Linked DNA regions of Mus musculus: all the other regions are linked to region 1. A link is a contact called in public HiChIP or PLAC-seq data. All regions are on one chromosome and are shown on one strand. The core of a region is the stretch at or near the end of the contact, and the rest is flanking DNA. Distances in the headings are between cores, read along the strand shown.

What was found. HiChIP or PLAC-seq counts read pairs in DNA pulled down with a chosen protein or histone mark.
Region 2: an H3K4me3 HiChIP or PLAC-seq map of the 230-238 cell line shows a contact between it and region 1, with 5 times the contacts expected there. The contact joins the promoter of Dnajb2 here to the promoter of Wnt6 in region 1. A contact is called at or near these places in 1 of 39 promoter capture datasets (liver), 1 of 115 datasets of contacts at active chromatin or transcription factors (the 230-238 cell line) and 1 of 9 other capture datasets (adipose tissue).
Region 3: a contact with region 1 is called in an H3K4me3 HiChIP or PLAC-seq map of the 230-238 cell line, with 6 times the contacts expected there. The contact joins the promoter of Stk16 here to the promoter of Wnt6 in region 1. A contact is called at or near these places in 2 of 39 promoter capture datasets (the C10 cell line and cranial neural crest), 3 of 115 datasets of contacts at active chromatin or transcription factors (the 230-238 cell line and pancreatic cancer cells) and 2 of 9 other capture datasets (adipose tissue and liver).
Region 4: an H3K4me3 HiChIP or PLAC-seq map of bone marrow-derived macrophages shows a contact between it and region 1, with 4 times the contacts expected there. The contact joins the promoter of Ctdsp1 here to the promoter of Wnt6 in region 1. A contact is called at or near these places in 2 of 39 promoter capture datasets (embryonic stem cells and liver), 1 of 484 Hi-C or Micro-C datasets (embryonic stem cells), 3 of 115 datasets of contacts at active chromatin or transcription factors (bone marrow-derived macrophages, embryonic stem cells and microglia) and 1 of 9 other capture datasets (pancreatic islet).
Region 5: a contact with region 1 is called in a FOXA1 HiChIP or PLAC-seq map of pancreatic cancer cells. The contact joins the enhancer-like site here to the promoter of Wnt6 in region 1. A contact is called at or near these places in 3 of 39 promoter capture datasets (cranial neural crest, hippocampal neurons and stem cell-derived epiblast-like cells), 1 of 484 Hi-C or Micro-C datasets (cortical neurons) and 3 of 115 datasets of contacts at active chromatin or transcription factors (embryonic forebrain, forebrain and pancreatic cancer cells).

Annotation. Positions count from the first base shown.
Region 1 is chr1:74,770,331-74,773,259 of GRCm38.p6, reverse strand. It overlaps Wnt6 (wingless-type MMTV integration site family, member 6), which reads right to left and starts at 1,368. Exons shown (of 4, transcript NM_009526.3): 1 at 1,038-1,368. The coding sequence starts at 1,114.
Region 2 is chr1:75,234,956-75,237,884 of GRCm38.p6, reverse strand. Dnajb2 (DnaJ heat shock protein family (Hsp40) member B2) reads right to left here and starts at 1,462. Exons shown (of 9, transcript NM_001159883.1): 1 at 1,296-1,462; 2 at 937-1,033; 3 at 321-430. The coding sequence starts at 1,001.
Region 3 is chr1:75,209,360-75,212,288 of GRCm38.p6, reverse strand. It overlaps Stk16 (serine/threonine kinase 16), which reads right to left and starts at 1,460. Exons shown (of 8, transcript NM_011494.5): 1 at 1,237-1,460; 2 at 875-1,049; 3 at 145-364. The coding sequence starts at 960. Glb1l (galactosidase, beta 1-like) reads left to right here and starts at 1,534. Exons shown (of 17, transcript NM_029010.2): 1 at 1,534-1,698; 2 at 2,786-2,908. The coding sequence starts at 2,849.
Region 4 is chr1:74,390,093-74,393,021 of GRCm38.p6, reverse strand. It overlaps Ctdsp1 (CTD (carboxy-terminal domain, RNA polymerase II, polypeptide A) small phosphatase 1), which reads right to left and starts at 1,413. Exons shown (of 7, transcript NM_153088.2): 1 at 1,058-1,413. The coding sequence starts at 1,124.
Region 5 is chr1:75,039,054-75,041,982 of GRCm38.p6, reverse strand. All of the region lies in intron 6 of Nhej1 (non-homologous end joining factor 1), which reads left to right. Among named protein-coding and RNA genes, the nearest start is that of Nhej1, 85 kb to the left of the region's middle. Within about 2 kb of position 1,387, at least 42 of the 459 cell types and tissues checked have an H3K27ac peak or open chromatin away from gene starts, as enhancers often do. A contact at or near this core is called in pancreatic cancer cells, where this site is marked.

The DNA of each region.
Region 1 (2,929 bases), core at 119-2,618:
TGTAGAAGTCCTTGCTTTCTTAGGGTTGGCTAATCTATCAGCACTCTTGCCCAAATCCCTCCTCCTCCTCTCTGAACACTGAACTATTCCGGGCGGGTGTTTGTGGCTCTAAAAAACTAAGAGGAAAAAAGTCTTGAAGATTTGGATCTGAGTTGTCCTGGCGCCCCCCACCCCCGCTGCCCCTCCTCTGTCCTTCCCCTCAAGGCTCAAAGCTTTGGAAACCCTCGAAGTCTAGGTGTCTGCTCTGGCTAAATCCCAGAGTTCGGATCTGAGAATTTACCCCATCTCTCGGCTGGCCAGGCTCCTACTGGCTTCATCAGATCGCTCTCAAGAGTTCCTACACCTCCTCCGCTACACATTAAAAAAAAAAAAAAAATTCCTTACTTCCCAGTTCTGGAAGAGAGGGCCTCCGGGATCTCCCCTCTGTCTTTCTTACTCGCTATGGGAAAAGCAGAGAAGTCAGAGTCCTGACTCAGTTTCCCCATTTGCATTCCCTATTCCTGTACTACTGCCAATGCTGAAGGGGCCAGCAATGGTGAGGTGGTAGGCAATGAGGCGCGGGCAAGAGGCAGCCGTTTGACTCTCTCTGTCTTAGAGCTTTCCACCTTGTTCCTGTCTGTTCCCCAAATCTAGCTCGAGGGCCCTTCTCGCCCGTCCCCACCCCTCCTCACCCCGTTCTCACCCAATCTCTCACTATGGATTTCATGATGTCCAACAGCTCTTCCCTACCTATCTGCCAACTCCTTGATGATGCGAATTGGACACATTTCTTTGGGGGAAGGAAGACTATACGGGAAGAAAACACAATAGAGTATCCAGGGGTACAGAACGTCAAAGTGGCACTTCAGAAGTGCTCGGGCAGAGACCCGAAAGGAACTGTCTGCGAGGGTCCCGGTGCAACCTCCCGATAGCTGGGATCCTGGAGCGGGTAGAGCCTGAAGGCAGCAGGATCGCTGTGCCAAGTCCCAAGACTGGCTCTGGGTCCCCACCCTCTGGTGTTTGGAGCTGCGCGGGAGACAGTCCCACTCAGCACTCACCACCACAGTCCATCGACGTGCGCGGGGCACAAGAGCAGCAGCAGCAGTCCGAGGCGGGAGGGCACCGGCGGCAGCATCCTGAGAGCTCTACCGCAGTCTGGCCGGGGAGGCGGCTGGGGGTGGGGAGTGAAGCTGCGGGGTGAGCCGGGGCGCGCGGGCACCGGGCTTCAGGGCAAACGCGGCGACCGAGGCGGCGGCCCGGAGACTAGGGCTCCGGCGGCGGTGGCGGCGGGGGGGCCCATCCCGGGCGAGGAGGGCGCGGCGGAGGCGGAGAGCGGACCCAGCAGCCAGCGCCTGTGTCTCCTGCGGAGCTCGCTGGAGAGAAGAAATCAGAGCCGGGGGCGGGGGTGGGAGGGGAGCGGGGCCGAAGCGTGGGCGGGGGAGGGGGACAGGGGGGCCACGGGGGTGGCAGTTGCGACAGTCAGGCGGCGGGACTCTTGGGAGGGAGCCGTGCGCCCCGGGGCGGCGGGCGCAGAGCGCAGCGGAGGGCGGGTGCTGGGGCGGGGCCGCGCGCTCACGGGTGCGGGTCCCGCCCGCCTGCCCCTCTCCTAGCCTCTGCGGGGTTGTCCCCTGCCATCCCTGGACCTGGGGCATGGAGGGGCGGGATGAATAGTCGAGAAGGGTAAGGGGGGGAGGGAGGAAGAACTGGGGAAGGGGGACTGGCTGGGAGACGTTTGACAGGTTTGTTGACTGTAAAGAGAGAAAACTTCCCAGGAATGAGGGAGTTTGGGGGGAGGGAACAGTACGTAGGGATATACAGATGGGGGCCAGGGAGGAAGTCGGCCGGGGGCGCAGGATGCTCGGTAGAAGGCTGTCCAACTGGATCGCCAGCCCAACGAACTTAGGAGGCGTTACCAACTCCCGCGTCTTTTGCCCCTTCTTCAGCCTCTGTCCCAGCAAGGGAACGAGCCCGAGGCCTGGGTTCTAGCTCCCTAGCCTTGCAGCCGCAGCCAGCCGATGTTGGGGGCGGACAGTGTGGGGGAGATAAGACAGCAAGTGGAACCTCTCCAGGGCCTGCGCTCCAGTATTCGCTACTCATAAACGTGGCGGAGGGCCGAGGTTGCTGACTTCCAAGAGAAGAGGGGTCAGCGCTGGCTGTGGTCAGGTCTCACTTGTCCGCGGGTTCCTGGAGCCTCAAGTTCCTCCCCCAACTTGGCCAGGGCAGAAGGGGTGGGAGAGCCAGCTGCAGGTGAGATGGCGTTTATCTGATTCTCTAATGCCACAAAAATGTCTTTGATGCCCCTGACCCCCTCCCCACGGGGGGAGATCAAAGGCCTCGTGGGGAGGAGGGACAGCTCCATTCATCAAGCCAAGCGGCTGGCAGCGGGCGGCAGCCTCTGCTGCTCTGGCCTGGGGCAGAGGCCCCCCGACGTGCCCCAGGAGTGCAGAGGGACAGGTGGTGCGGACATTCCGAAGCAGGAGCCAATTTCCCCGCCACCGCTATCTAGAGGGCCCATCAACCTTAAACAGGGGACCTTAAGCCCACGTGGCAGAAATTTCACACCAGAGGGGAAAGTTCCTTGTCGTTTGGGGTGGGGAGGAATTTAGAAGTGGAAACGGAGAACAGTGCCAAGATAGACAAACACCGCTGGTGAGCAAAGAGGAGGGCCGGTCCAGAGAGTCGTCCAGAGAGTGGGGCAAATGGGCAAAGATGAGACTGGGGGACCAGAAAGAAGGCAGGAGAAGGCCACAGATGCCTACATCAGGAGGGGGAGCAGATCTGAGGAAAGAAGATGAATAGCAGGGAGAAGGGATGGAAAAACCGGAGCCTAGACACAAACAAATAAGGCCTTGGGTTTTCTGGGAGTCCTAATGAGGATTCTGGGTGTCAAAGGTCCTGAATAAGGAGATTTGCAGAGTGTGAGGCCCTCTGGGGAAGGAAAGGAGCAGAG
Region 2 (2,929 bases), core at 213-2,712, 460 kb before region 1:
AAAAAAAAAATCACCCATCAGACCTGGATTCATATTCTGGCTCAAGAAATGGGCAAATTATTTCATCTCTCTCAGCCTCAGTTTACTAGCCTACAAAATGGGGGTGATAAGCTGGCCTGGCAGGAAAGCTATGACCTTCCCCGATCAGGACCCAAATTGCTCTTCAGACCCTGCTAGACAGACATAACATGGAGGCGATTAAACACTATCTAAAATAAAATCATGGAGGAGACGGGATGGAGGCGTGGCTTTAGGAAGGAGTACCAAGAATGAATGGAAGCAGGGGGACATGCCGGTCCCTGCAGGACCCCAAGCCTTACTGTCAGATAGTACTTCATAGGCCTCTGCCACCTCCTTAAATTTTTTTTCAGCAAATTCTTTATTATCCGGGTTCTTGTCTGGGTGCCACTGCAGAGCCTTCTTTCGGTACCTGCAGGAAGTGAGTGCAGAGGGAGGGTCAGGAGACTGATGTAGGCTTTGCCCACCGACTACCCTTTTTGCTTAGTCCAACACCCTTTCACTGCCCCGATCCCAGAATACCTCACGACTGCAGCCTGTATTCAGGGGTTTCTCTCCCTGTGGTGTGCCAGGGATATGAGTAAAAAGGAAAGTCCCTGCCATAAGCCCTTTCTTGGGGTTCTTTTGATAGAGCTATCTATAGCCACAGGGAGAGTGGAGACACTGTCCTGTCTCATAGCCTGGGCATTTTAGCACTGCAACCTGGGCAAGCCCACATGTAGGAGCTGGAGGAGAGGGGAGCTGGGTGTATAGAGGACGCTAAAGAAGGTCAGCTCTTCTTCCCTGGCTGGACTTGGTCTTCGTACTTTCCCAAGGGTCTCCTTCCTCCCTTCAGCCAGACCTCTAAAGGGCCCCTGGCACTCAGGGGGGCGGGGAACAAGGGTCAGAGCCTTTCTGTAACACAGCCGAGGCACTTACGCCTTCTTGATGTCATCAGGGGACGCACTCCGCGGTACGTCTAGAATCTCGTAGTAGGATGCCATGGCAACTCAGCGTCAGACGTCCCTCCTCCAGGCTGCGGGAGAGAAGGGGTCAGGCCGACAGAGGCACCGCAGCTCCGTGCGGCCGCAACCCCGGGCAGGCAGGCGACACTTCGAGGTGGAATCGGGCCGGGGAGCCACGCCTGCGGCCAGTGACTAGGCTCCTTCGCAGCCTTTATCTGGTCCCGCAGGCCGGTGCCCAGGGCTATCTCACGGCAGGAGTGGGGAGCCCTACCCGAACCCCCTAAGTCTAGTAACCCGATCTGAACCCCCAACCTGACCCAGCTGGGACCGCACCTCCTCTGCCGGGAGTCCCGCCCCTGCCCCCCGCAGGGGAACCGCCTAGCACCCGCTGCCCGGCTCGCGGCCACTGCGTACGACACGCCAGGCTGGGTTGTGTGCGCAAGCATGCGTCAGCGCCCTGGAAACTACTAGAGACTCAGAGGGCCGGCTCGGCCGGTCACACGAGGGGGCGGGGGCGGGGGGGGCGGGGGCGCTGCAGGGGCTGCTGGGAGATGAGGGCGGAGCCGTTTATTTTAGTTTTTCACCCAGGCGACGTCATTCCCAGGTGGGACTTAGGAGGCTGAAGTCGGCTATATCTTTCCAGCTATGACGCAGTCTCTCAAACACAGGCAGAGGGGCGGTCCGCAAGCTAGGTGCGGGTCCCCTGTCCTGTCGCTGGCCTCTAAAAGTGCTTCACGATCCCTGAGTACTTCCCCCAGGCCATCACCTCCAAGACTCACCGAGTCTCCTCTGGGCCTAACCCTTCTTCATAGCTTAGCTCCAGTGCTAAGTCTTCAAAAGAGGCTGCCCTGGCTCCCCTGAGTAGGTCAGACCTGCTTTTTATAGAGTCTCGTGGCATTTTCTTCTCCACACTGTCAGAGCCACAAATTAACATTTATTTGATGATCATCTATCTCCCCCAGTAGAATGTAAATTATACAAGGTAAGAATTGTGTCCTCCTTCGTTCGTCATCCCCTTAGTCTTTAGTCAGAATTGAAACGTATCAGTTGGACAGCCGAATAACACTTGGAAGACTTTTAACATTTTTGACCTAGAAAGGGTGAGGTAGAAGAGCCTAGTATGAGGAAATTAGTAGACTCAACGTTTCTCTTCCACAGCTGATCGTAAGTAGATCTATTTAGCCTCAGAATGATTTCTGGATTCAGATCTCAGGAAAAGGGAACCTTCCAGAAGTGGGTCTTGTTTTATTCCATCTGGCCAATTCCTAGACATTAGTGTACTGTTTTCTTAGTAGATGCTGCCAGAAGGTACTAAGAATGTAAAGCTATGGGGATAGCTTAGGGGTAGAGTGCTTGCCCAGCAGCCGCCAGACCTTACTTAGCCTCAATTCCCAGCACTGGGGGAGGGATAAAAAATGGCATGGGATGTCACACACACACACACACACACACACACACACACACACACACAGCCTATCAGCAGAACCCACTGGGAAACTCAGAACTCTGAGAGCAGGGAGACCTGGCCTTGCAACCGGATGCTGCTGTGTGACTTGGGAACATCCAAGGCCTGTTTTCCCCCTTAAGTATAGGTAACACCTAGAGTTGTTAGAAGTCAAATGAAGCATGGTTTATGGAAGCTGTTATTAGCATAATGCTTTCTGGTGTCACACATGACCCAAGCAGGAATGGTTGTATGAGTCCAGTCAGTGTTTCAGGACAGGTGACCTGGGGACATCTCATCAAAGCAACAGCTTGAGCACCAACCAAGGGAAGGCTGCCGTCATTTTGTCCCCTTTTCCTGTCTCCCCACCTTCTGAACTCCTGCCTACATCTAGAGACTTCCTACCTACACTTGGGGAATTTTGGTTGTTTCAGCCTTAATAAGAGATGAAGTATCTACCACAGAACTTTGAGGCTCTTGCTTCCCTGATCTAAGGGTGCAGGCACAAGATGAGTTCTGCCAA
Region 3 (2,929 bases), core at 211-2,710, 440 kb before region 1:
AAACCCTGTCTCAAATAAACAAACAAACAAACAAAAGGCCAAACCAGGGCATGTGCTCCTAGAATGTTTATGTTTGCCTGCCCAGAGCCTCTGGTGGGGTTGCACAATGTTACAATCCCCTCTGTAAGTACAGGCTTCTCTGACCTTGAAGAAGGGCAGCAGCAGCCAGGCTTCATGCTTAGCACCTCGTTCTTTCAGAGAGTAAGCCATGAGGCGAAGGATGTTGGGATGCTGGAAGAGGCGATGCATCTCTGCCTCTCGTTGGGCTTCTTCCTGGTCTTGCTGCTCATGGCACAGGATCCGCTTCAGGGCGTAGAAGTGTCCATCATGCAAGCCCTCCACTAGGTCCACATAGCTGAATCCACTGTGGGCCAAAGGGGTCACAGTGAAGGACCATGGTCATCTCTCACATAGCTCGGACCCAGAGGAATTCCCTTAGGGAGGAGTGCCTCTTACACAGAGTGGAAACACTCCCAAGATGTAGCTCTCATATAGTTTCAAGACATTAGGATCTGCGTTTCCCGAGAGCAGGGGCACAGAAATCACTGAGGTTTTGGTCTGAGCATAATGTGTTCAATTAATTTCAAGTCCTCATGAGTCAGGCACTGGGTGACATGCTTTAAAGAATATACTATCTCACTGAGTTTCCACAAGTCCCTCAGCGAGACATTATAATCATCTCCTTTTAAGCAGAAGAAACCACAGTTGACTTAAGGTCACACAAGGTAGATCCAGGAGGCCAGAGTCTAGAATCCACTTCTTGACCCGTTCAGCTAACCGGTCAGGTGGGGTAGACTCTAAGGCTAACACTCTTGCAACTCTATCACTGTCTCTAAACGACCTGGGTCTAGCTAAGTGACGTCCAAACACTCACCCTTCCCCCAATTTCTGGACGAAGAGGTAACGCTTATTGTCAATGATGACAGTTCCCCGGGAGCAGACACACAGTGCGTGGCCCATAACGTCTCAGTCATCCTCTTCAGGGATGGTCTTCCTTCCAGGGAGAGTGGGCTCTTCCAGGCGATGCGGTGGGGTCCCGGCGGGTCATGCTGGAATGGAAACAGCAAGTCGCGGGTTCAAGAACAATCTAGACAGCCACGGAGGTACCAACCAGGAGAGCTCAGGCTCACCTCCAAGAACCCATATTCACGTCTAAAGAAAACTGGCCCTGGCGACTCCAGCGCTAAGAAGGCTGAGTTCTGGCACCCCAAAGCCTCAGGCCACGCTGCGTCTTACCAGGCCGCTTCTTTCAACCCCGGCCCACCTTCGGCCAGGTCCAGCTCTCGCACCCGTCAGGCATGGGGTGGCGGCGCAGGAGGTGCGGGGCTCGAGCCCACCTCTGGCCGAGTCCACCCTCCGTCGCTCGGGAACGAGCACAGGGTCTGCCACTACAAACTCCACACCGACCGGTCTCCGGCCTGTGCGAAGGGCCAGGGACCGGAAGCCCGGATGACATCATCAGTCCGCGTCGAAGTAACGGCCCGCTGTATCCTAGCAACAAGAGGCGGCAAGAGGATGTGGGGACCCGGAAGTGAGAGGCTGGGGCCCGGCTAGACCTGGGGTGTATTGGTTTCTCTATCTCGCCGAGGGTTCCCACTTGGCCCTCAGTAAGGGTCAAGACGCAGGGACTAGTACCAAAGGGGAGCAAAGCAGGGCTCTGCCCGAGGCCCCTAGGACCTCTGTCTCCCAATGTCAGAGGTAGGAGGTCTTATAGCTCCCGCGCGCTGGAGTTAGAAAGTGGCTTTCTACAATCTAGCTTGGAGGAGGGACCAGAGAAGGGCGGGTGCTGACCCTTAGATGCCAAGAGGTCTGACCCCTTAACACTCTCAGGGGTCTAGCCTGTACTCCACTGCCTTGGCTAGTGTCTGTGTCCTTAAACTAGAGTGCCCGTTTCTAAACCTGGTCCTAACAGTCTCCTAGCTGTGTGGCCTCCTGCAAGTTATTTAGTCTTTCAGATCCTCACTTTTCCCAGCTGTAAGACAGTACCTACGGCTAAGTGTCGTGAGTTATGAGGCCAAACTGACTAGTTCCAATCCCAGCTCTACTGAGCTAGTTGTGACTTTGGACAGCTACTTGTTATTTCTAACCTTCATTTTCCTCGTGTGTAAGATGAGAATGAGAGTTATTTCATGGGTTGTTTCAAAATTAAATGAGTTGTCTTTCGTACAACTTTGGAAACAGCCGTATATCAATGTGTGTCAATAAACAGAAATAATAGTATTTTCTACGGCTGTGAAGGCAGGAGAAGTGGAAAATTAGACTTCTAAGCCTATGAACTATGCAGTTTGTTTCACATCTCTTGCCTAGACAGGCAGAATATATTGGAAAGGGGTGTACCTCCAAAAAAGATAGTGACCAGGACAGGCTTCTTGTAACCCCTTTCCACAGCATGATCACTCTGAAGATTTTCTAGGTTTTTCCACTGTTTCTGAATCCGTTTTAACCTTACTGCTCCCGTGCATATAGATTTAACCTGATATGTGCCGGATCCTTTGCTAGTCATGAAGATTTAAGACACCCTGTCAGCCCTCCGAGAGTTCAGTTTAGAAGAGCAGGTTTGTTAAAGCACAGACTCTAATTCTAGAGGTCTGGGGTAGGACCCGAGATTCTGCGTTTCTAACAAGCTCCCAGGTGATGCTAATGGAACTGATTCGGGTTCAGCACTTCGAGAAGTAATATTTTACAAACTAGTGGACCGTGGATGGCTACAGGCAAAGTCCGGGTTAACGGCCTGAAAAGTTGAGGTGGTCTCCGCCCCTTTGCTTGATGTCGGATTCCCTCCCAGGAATCCAACACGTGACGGGTGGGAAAGCCCTCACCGAATAGAAGAACTTTGTAAGCTCAGAAGATGCCACCCGACCTGCCTTCCCTGCTGCTGCGGCTTGTGGTCCTACTGCTGCTGTCCCAGGTAAACCCAAAGGGTCGGACT
Region 4 (2,929 bases), core at 164-2,663, 380 kb after region 1:
CTTAAGGAGGGGACCGATTTTTCTCACGGTTGGTTCTCAATCATCTGACCCCACAGGTGGACGTTACCTGAGCATCCCCTGCTCTGGACCTTCAGGGCTCAGGGCCCTGTCGTCCACTCCCACTCTCCCTCCATTCTGTCTACCCAGTGAGTCCAAAGTCCCCATTGAGCCTGGGCCCAGAGGCCAGTGTCCCAGGGCTGTCAGCCCCACCGGCCCCACCTCCTTCACCCCGCCCCGTCTCTTTGCAGCGGCCTGTCTAAATTGACAGACCTACCCCCACCAAGCCTCTTCTCTAATCCTTTCTGCCTCCAGGCCACCCCCCCCCCAACCCCCAAAGAGCGAGGAACTGGACAGTGGACAAACCCGGAGTGACTTCCCAATCTTGAAATTCACACAGGGGAGGGAGGGGTGAGCCCCACTCTTGCGAGCCTTAGGGGCTCCGCATAGGCGGGCAGCACCCCTTACAGGGTGGGTGCAAGCGTGCACAGGCCCGAGGCCAACCGGCCTAGCCTGTTGCAGCCTGGGTGTCGCGTGCCCAGCTGGATACAAGGCCCCCAAGTCTGTCTTGCAAGGCTAGGGGCTCTCTGCCTTCGAAGGTGTCGTCTGCACCTCCACGCGTGACGCCCGAGTTTGTGGGAACCTGGCTGTGAGTTAGTTGGCGGGAGATCCCTGCAAGCCTCCCCAGCCCGCTGTCACCTCGGCACCCCTTCCAGACCTCAGCCTGGAGGGGGCGGAGCCTCAGCGGGTGGCCGGGTGGCCGCCTCACCCCCACCTTCTCGTCCCATTGGCGCCAAACTGGGGGAGGGGGTGACGCCCGGGAGCCCGCCAGCCCCTCGCTCGCCTTCTGCCTCAGTTTCCCCACTACGAGAAGCCTCGAGCGCACTGGTGGCGCCAGGCCCCGCCCAGCGCCTCAGACTCTCGCGGAGTTCAAACTCTCTCGGCCGCACTGGCCGGGGCTCGGGCCGGGCCAGGCCGAGGCGCGCGCCCGGGACAGCGGCAGCGACCGCAGCGCGGGGACGGCCCCTAGTCCGGTTCTGCCCTCCCGCCGCCCGCCTACCTTTGCCCCGCAGCGGGCCCCGCGCCTCCTCCTTGCTGATCTGAGTAATGACGGCCGAGCTGTCCATGGGGCCCGGCGCGCTCCGCTCCGGCCGGACTCTGGCCCCGGCGCCCGGCCTCCCCCCCGGCTCGGGCCGGAATCGGGGCGCGGGGGGGAGGGGAGGGTGGGAGGGAGGGATCCCCGCGAGCTTCGGAGGGGAGGGGAGCCAGGTTCTCGGGGGGAGGGGGAGGGAGGGGGCGCGGAGGAAACTTTGTTACAACATGGAGTTTCCTCCCCGCGAGGCGGATGCAAACATGGAACCCGGGCGCCGTTTCAAGGCTTCCCCTTAAAAGGGCAACGGCTTCGGCGCGCCTGGGACTCCGCCGCAGCTTTCATCACTTCTGGGGCCCGGCGGGCTGGGAGGCGGGCCGGGTTGCTGCGGAGATCCAGGGGGCGTCGCCTCTCTTCCTGCGGTGTGCTGGCCGGACCGAGCGTTCTGCGGCTGCGTGGCAGAGCGGACAGCCGTAACCCGCCGCTGCGGGCCACCGAGCCCCGGGACTTGAGGCCCGCCCCAGGCGCCCAGTCGGGGAGTGCCCGAGGACGTCGGGGCTCCACCTCCACGCATTCCAAAGTGCTGACACGATCTGCCTCCGTTTGTTCCTCTGGAAAATGGGATGACGCTAACTTTCTGTAAAATGGGTTTTAGTTTTTTTTTTAATTGAAATATTTTATGTGTATGGCCTGTAAAAATATATATGTTTATGTATGTACTCCACATATTTGTAGTGCACTCTGAGGCCGGACGAGGGCGTCAGATCCCCCTGGAACTGGAGTTAATAGCCGGTGTGGGCCTTAGGAGCGGAAATAGAGTCCTTTTAAGAGTGACATGTGCCCCTGAGCCATTTTTCCAGCCCCTAAAAAATTTAAAGTTATATTTATGTGTGGAGGAGGATACACGTTCTACGAGTGGAGATCAGAAGTTCTCTTCTTCCTCTCTTTGGGAGAGGCATCAAACTCAGGTAGTCAGGCTGGCCAGTAGACACCTTTACCCCCAAGCCTTCTCACCGCCTCTACAATGGGTCTTTTGTCTAACGTTGTGAATATCCCGTTCCCCCCCCCCAAAGGCATTCTTTGCTAGCCCCAGTTATGCAAACTCATCAAATTGTGGAATTGTAGATAGATTGATTTTATTTTTGTGTATGTGTATGAATGCCGGAGCCTTCAATGGCCAGAAGAGGGCGCCATCGCCTGGAGCAGAAGTTGGAGGCAGTGGTTAGCCTTGAGTGCTGGCACCTGAACTCATTCAGGTGGCCTGCATGAGCAGGGACTTCTCTTAACGGCTGATGAACCTCTCCAGTCCTAAATTATGTTCGTGATCCAACTGTAACTATCAGCATTCCCTGCAGTCTCGAGAACATCCCAGGATTGAAAAGTCCACTTCGGCGCCTACCTTTACCGACTGTCCTGTAGCAAATCTCGCCCTCTTCCCCTGCCAAACCCTGGCAGAAGCCGAGCCTCTGCTGCTCAGGGCGCCTTGTATCTTGTACGTGCTGTTCCCTCGGCTTGAAACGTGCCCCTTCGTCCTTGGCAGAGCCAAATCCCATCGAACTAGAAGAAATACCACCTTGTTTAGAGGCCCTCCACCCCCACCCCACCGCCCCTATCTGTGATTATTAGAGGGGCCCCGTCTAGGGCTGGCTGTGCTCCCGAGTGCTCAGGGGACGCCCGCGGAGGGAGGGCCCAGCGCCCGCCCTTGGGCGCCTGAGACCGCAACCGTTCAGATTTTAAACACACGTGTCACCGGATCTGTAGTGACACACCCCAGCCAGAGCCTGAATCTGCGTTTGCATACAGAGCCTTCTCGCAGGAAGCCCCTCAGTTGCGCCGCTCTAG
Region 5 (2,929 bases), core at 138-2,637, 270 kb before region 1:
GTGTGTGTGTGTCTGTGGTGTGTGTGTGTGTCTATTTGTATGGGGTGTGTGCCTGTTTGTGTGGGGTATGTGTATATCTGTGTGTCTGTATGGGGTGTGTGTGTGTTTGTAGTGTAGTTCAGAGCACTTGTGGGAATCAGCCTTCTTCTACCATGTGTGTTCTGAGGATCAAGGCCATCAGGGTTGGTGGCCTTTTGCTCTCTGAGCTATCCCTCCAGTCTCAGATTTCTATTTTGAAGATAAGGAAACTGAGCTGCAGCAGTAAGTGGCTGAAGTCTGTATGCTCTGTTGAGGGGAGCTTGGGTAATGAGAATTCTTGGGACCTCTAGGGCGCCTGTACTATCTTCAGAATGTCTCATGTAGCTGCTAGAACTGAAAGGTTTGTACTGGGACTGTAGAGCTACAGTATCTTTTCAGTTACTATGCTTGCCTGGGGTCCTATAAACAGGACATAAAAGGGTCAGGAGGTCATCCAAGACTGGATTGAAAGGATGTGCCATCAAAATAAGCAACATGGAATAGAAAATAAACAAACCAGGGAGACAGTTGGGATGAACAGGCAAGGAGGCCAGGCCAGTGTCAGAGGGCCATGCGGTCAGTGCCTGGGGCTACTTCTATTCCCATTGGAAATCCTGCTAGGCAAGAGGCCATGGACACATACAGTACAGGGCCAGGAGGGCATAGAGAGTTCTAGGATGCTAAAGTTAGAGAAGATATTTAACCATTAGACAGGGGTACTTCCTCATATTTGATGTTTTTGCTTTACTTCTTCCCTTAAGAAACTCTGACTTAGCCAGGTGCACACCTTTAGTTAGCCCTAGTACTCAGGAGGTAGAAGAAGCAGGCAGATCTCTGCAAATTCAAGGCCAACCTGGTCTTCATGGCAAGTTCCAGGCCAGATAGGACTACATAGAGACCCTGTCTCAAACAAACAAAATACAATAAGATAAAGAACCTCTAACTTTTCATTTTCAGAGAACATATGGACACCAATTGCTAGTGACCCAACTAAGGGGGAAATTTGCTATGTAGAACAGCTTGATCTTGAACTCTTGGAGATCTACCTGCTTCTGCCTGACGTAACAGGGGCTGGGGCTAAAGTGCTGAGAGGCATCTTTAAGTGTGGGAGAGAAGCTGAGGAATTGGGGACTGTTACACATGGCAGGATAACTGTGTTACGGATGAGCACAGGCTGGTGAAGCCCCTTACAGCTGTTCTGTTGGAGGAGTTCCTTTCCCTGGCCCTGCCCATGCCTTTCTTTCCCCATCTGGTTGCTATCAGGCTGTGTGGCTGCTGGCGGGCTCTTTATTTATTTATCCCAGTGTAATAGGGTGAGGAGGGAGCTGGCCTGAGGTTGGCTTTCTGAGGCCATGCCACTGAGCCACAGGCGGTTAGCATGGGTGTGTGAGTCACTGGGGCTGCATGCTGCTCAAACCAGACTCGGACAGGCTCAGCGACAGCAGGCAGCCCAAAATAGAGCCCCGCCCTCTGCAGCTGGCAACCTCTGGCTAGGAATCAGCCCTTTACACCAAAACCTGGGCAACTGCACGTTGTTGGCTTTCTCTGGGTGGGGGCCCTTACAGAGATAGGGATTTTGTAGCTCTCTTCTCAGACATTACACAAGGATAGCCAACACATCAACATCTCCCGTTGCTGTACTTTGAATGTCTCGGGACACTTAGATAATCTCCTTGGTGTGATATACTAGCTAAGAAGTTTGATATTTGACATTGATCTGACTCAGTATCCTAAATGTAGCCGTAGCTGTAGTCTAGTTGCAGCATTCTAGAGCATTACTTGACATTAAAAAGCTACCCACTGCTGCTCTTCCTAAGCTTGAGTTTATGTCAGAAGCACTGGGTAGACCTGGGGAGACTCAGGAGCAACCTGAAAACTGCTCTCCTGTTACATGCATCTACAGGGGGTTTCCTTGTTTTCTCTGGATGGGTCTCCTTTTTTTAAAAAACAAAAACAAACAAACAAACAAACAAAAAAACAACAACCAAAAAACCTTGTGTCAGGAATGTTCATGGTACCCAGGATCAGATCCAAGATCTTATTTATTTTCCCTTCCTCTGGGTTGTCTCATTGAGAGCCTAGTCCCAACAGCACTGTAAACCACTGAGAGCTAGTTTTAGAGCACCATGTCATATAGACCCATGCTTTTTTTCTGCATCCTTGATATTTCCACATGGATATCTATCTTACTGGTAGGTATCAGTGCCTCTAATGCATGCTCCACATGAATTAGTTACTTCTTTCTTTAAACCCGTTCTTTATTTGTATTCTTTGCCTTGGTAGATTAAACCATCATCCATCGGTTCCCTAAACCAGAAACTGAGGTTTCACCTGCATTGCTGCTTTCTTCTTGGTTTTCATTTCCAATTATGACTCACCAACCACCATGGAGTCTGTTCTTTAGTCTAGCTTTTGTTGCCTTAGATAAGCTGATACCCTTTTGGCTTGATGCTGCAACTGCCCTCTTACCTGCCTTCCCATCATCCTCTTTCTGCTTCCCAGTTAAATTTACATTTATCAGAATAGTCTCTTTGAAAAAGAGACATGATTGTCTTGCTTTCTTGCTTATAGTCCTTTAGTGGTTCTTATAGTGGCATGTAGGGTAAAGTCCAAATTCCTTGTATGCTATTAAGACTGGACCTATTTACCTCTTCATCTTGATCCTCCATCATGGTGCCCTGAACTTATACACCTAAAGTGTTATAGCTTCCTGCTTGGACACATCTCATTCATTTGTCTGGTATTGTTTTCTGTATTATCCCTTTGTGGGCCCTGATCTTTCCTTCCTTCAGCTAGCTCTTCTTTCAGACATAACAGACCATGGTGTTATTCCTATAACCTTCTCCAGACTGTTTGTCATATGGAATGATCCAGATATCAAGAAAAGAGGCAGGGAAAATTGAGTTGGCCA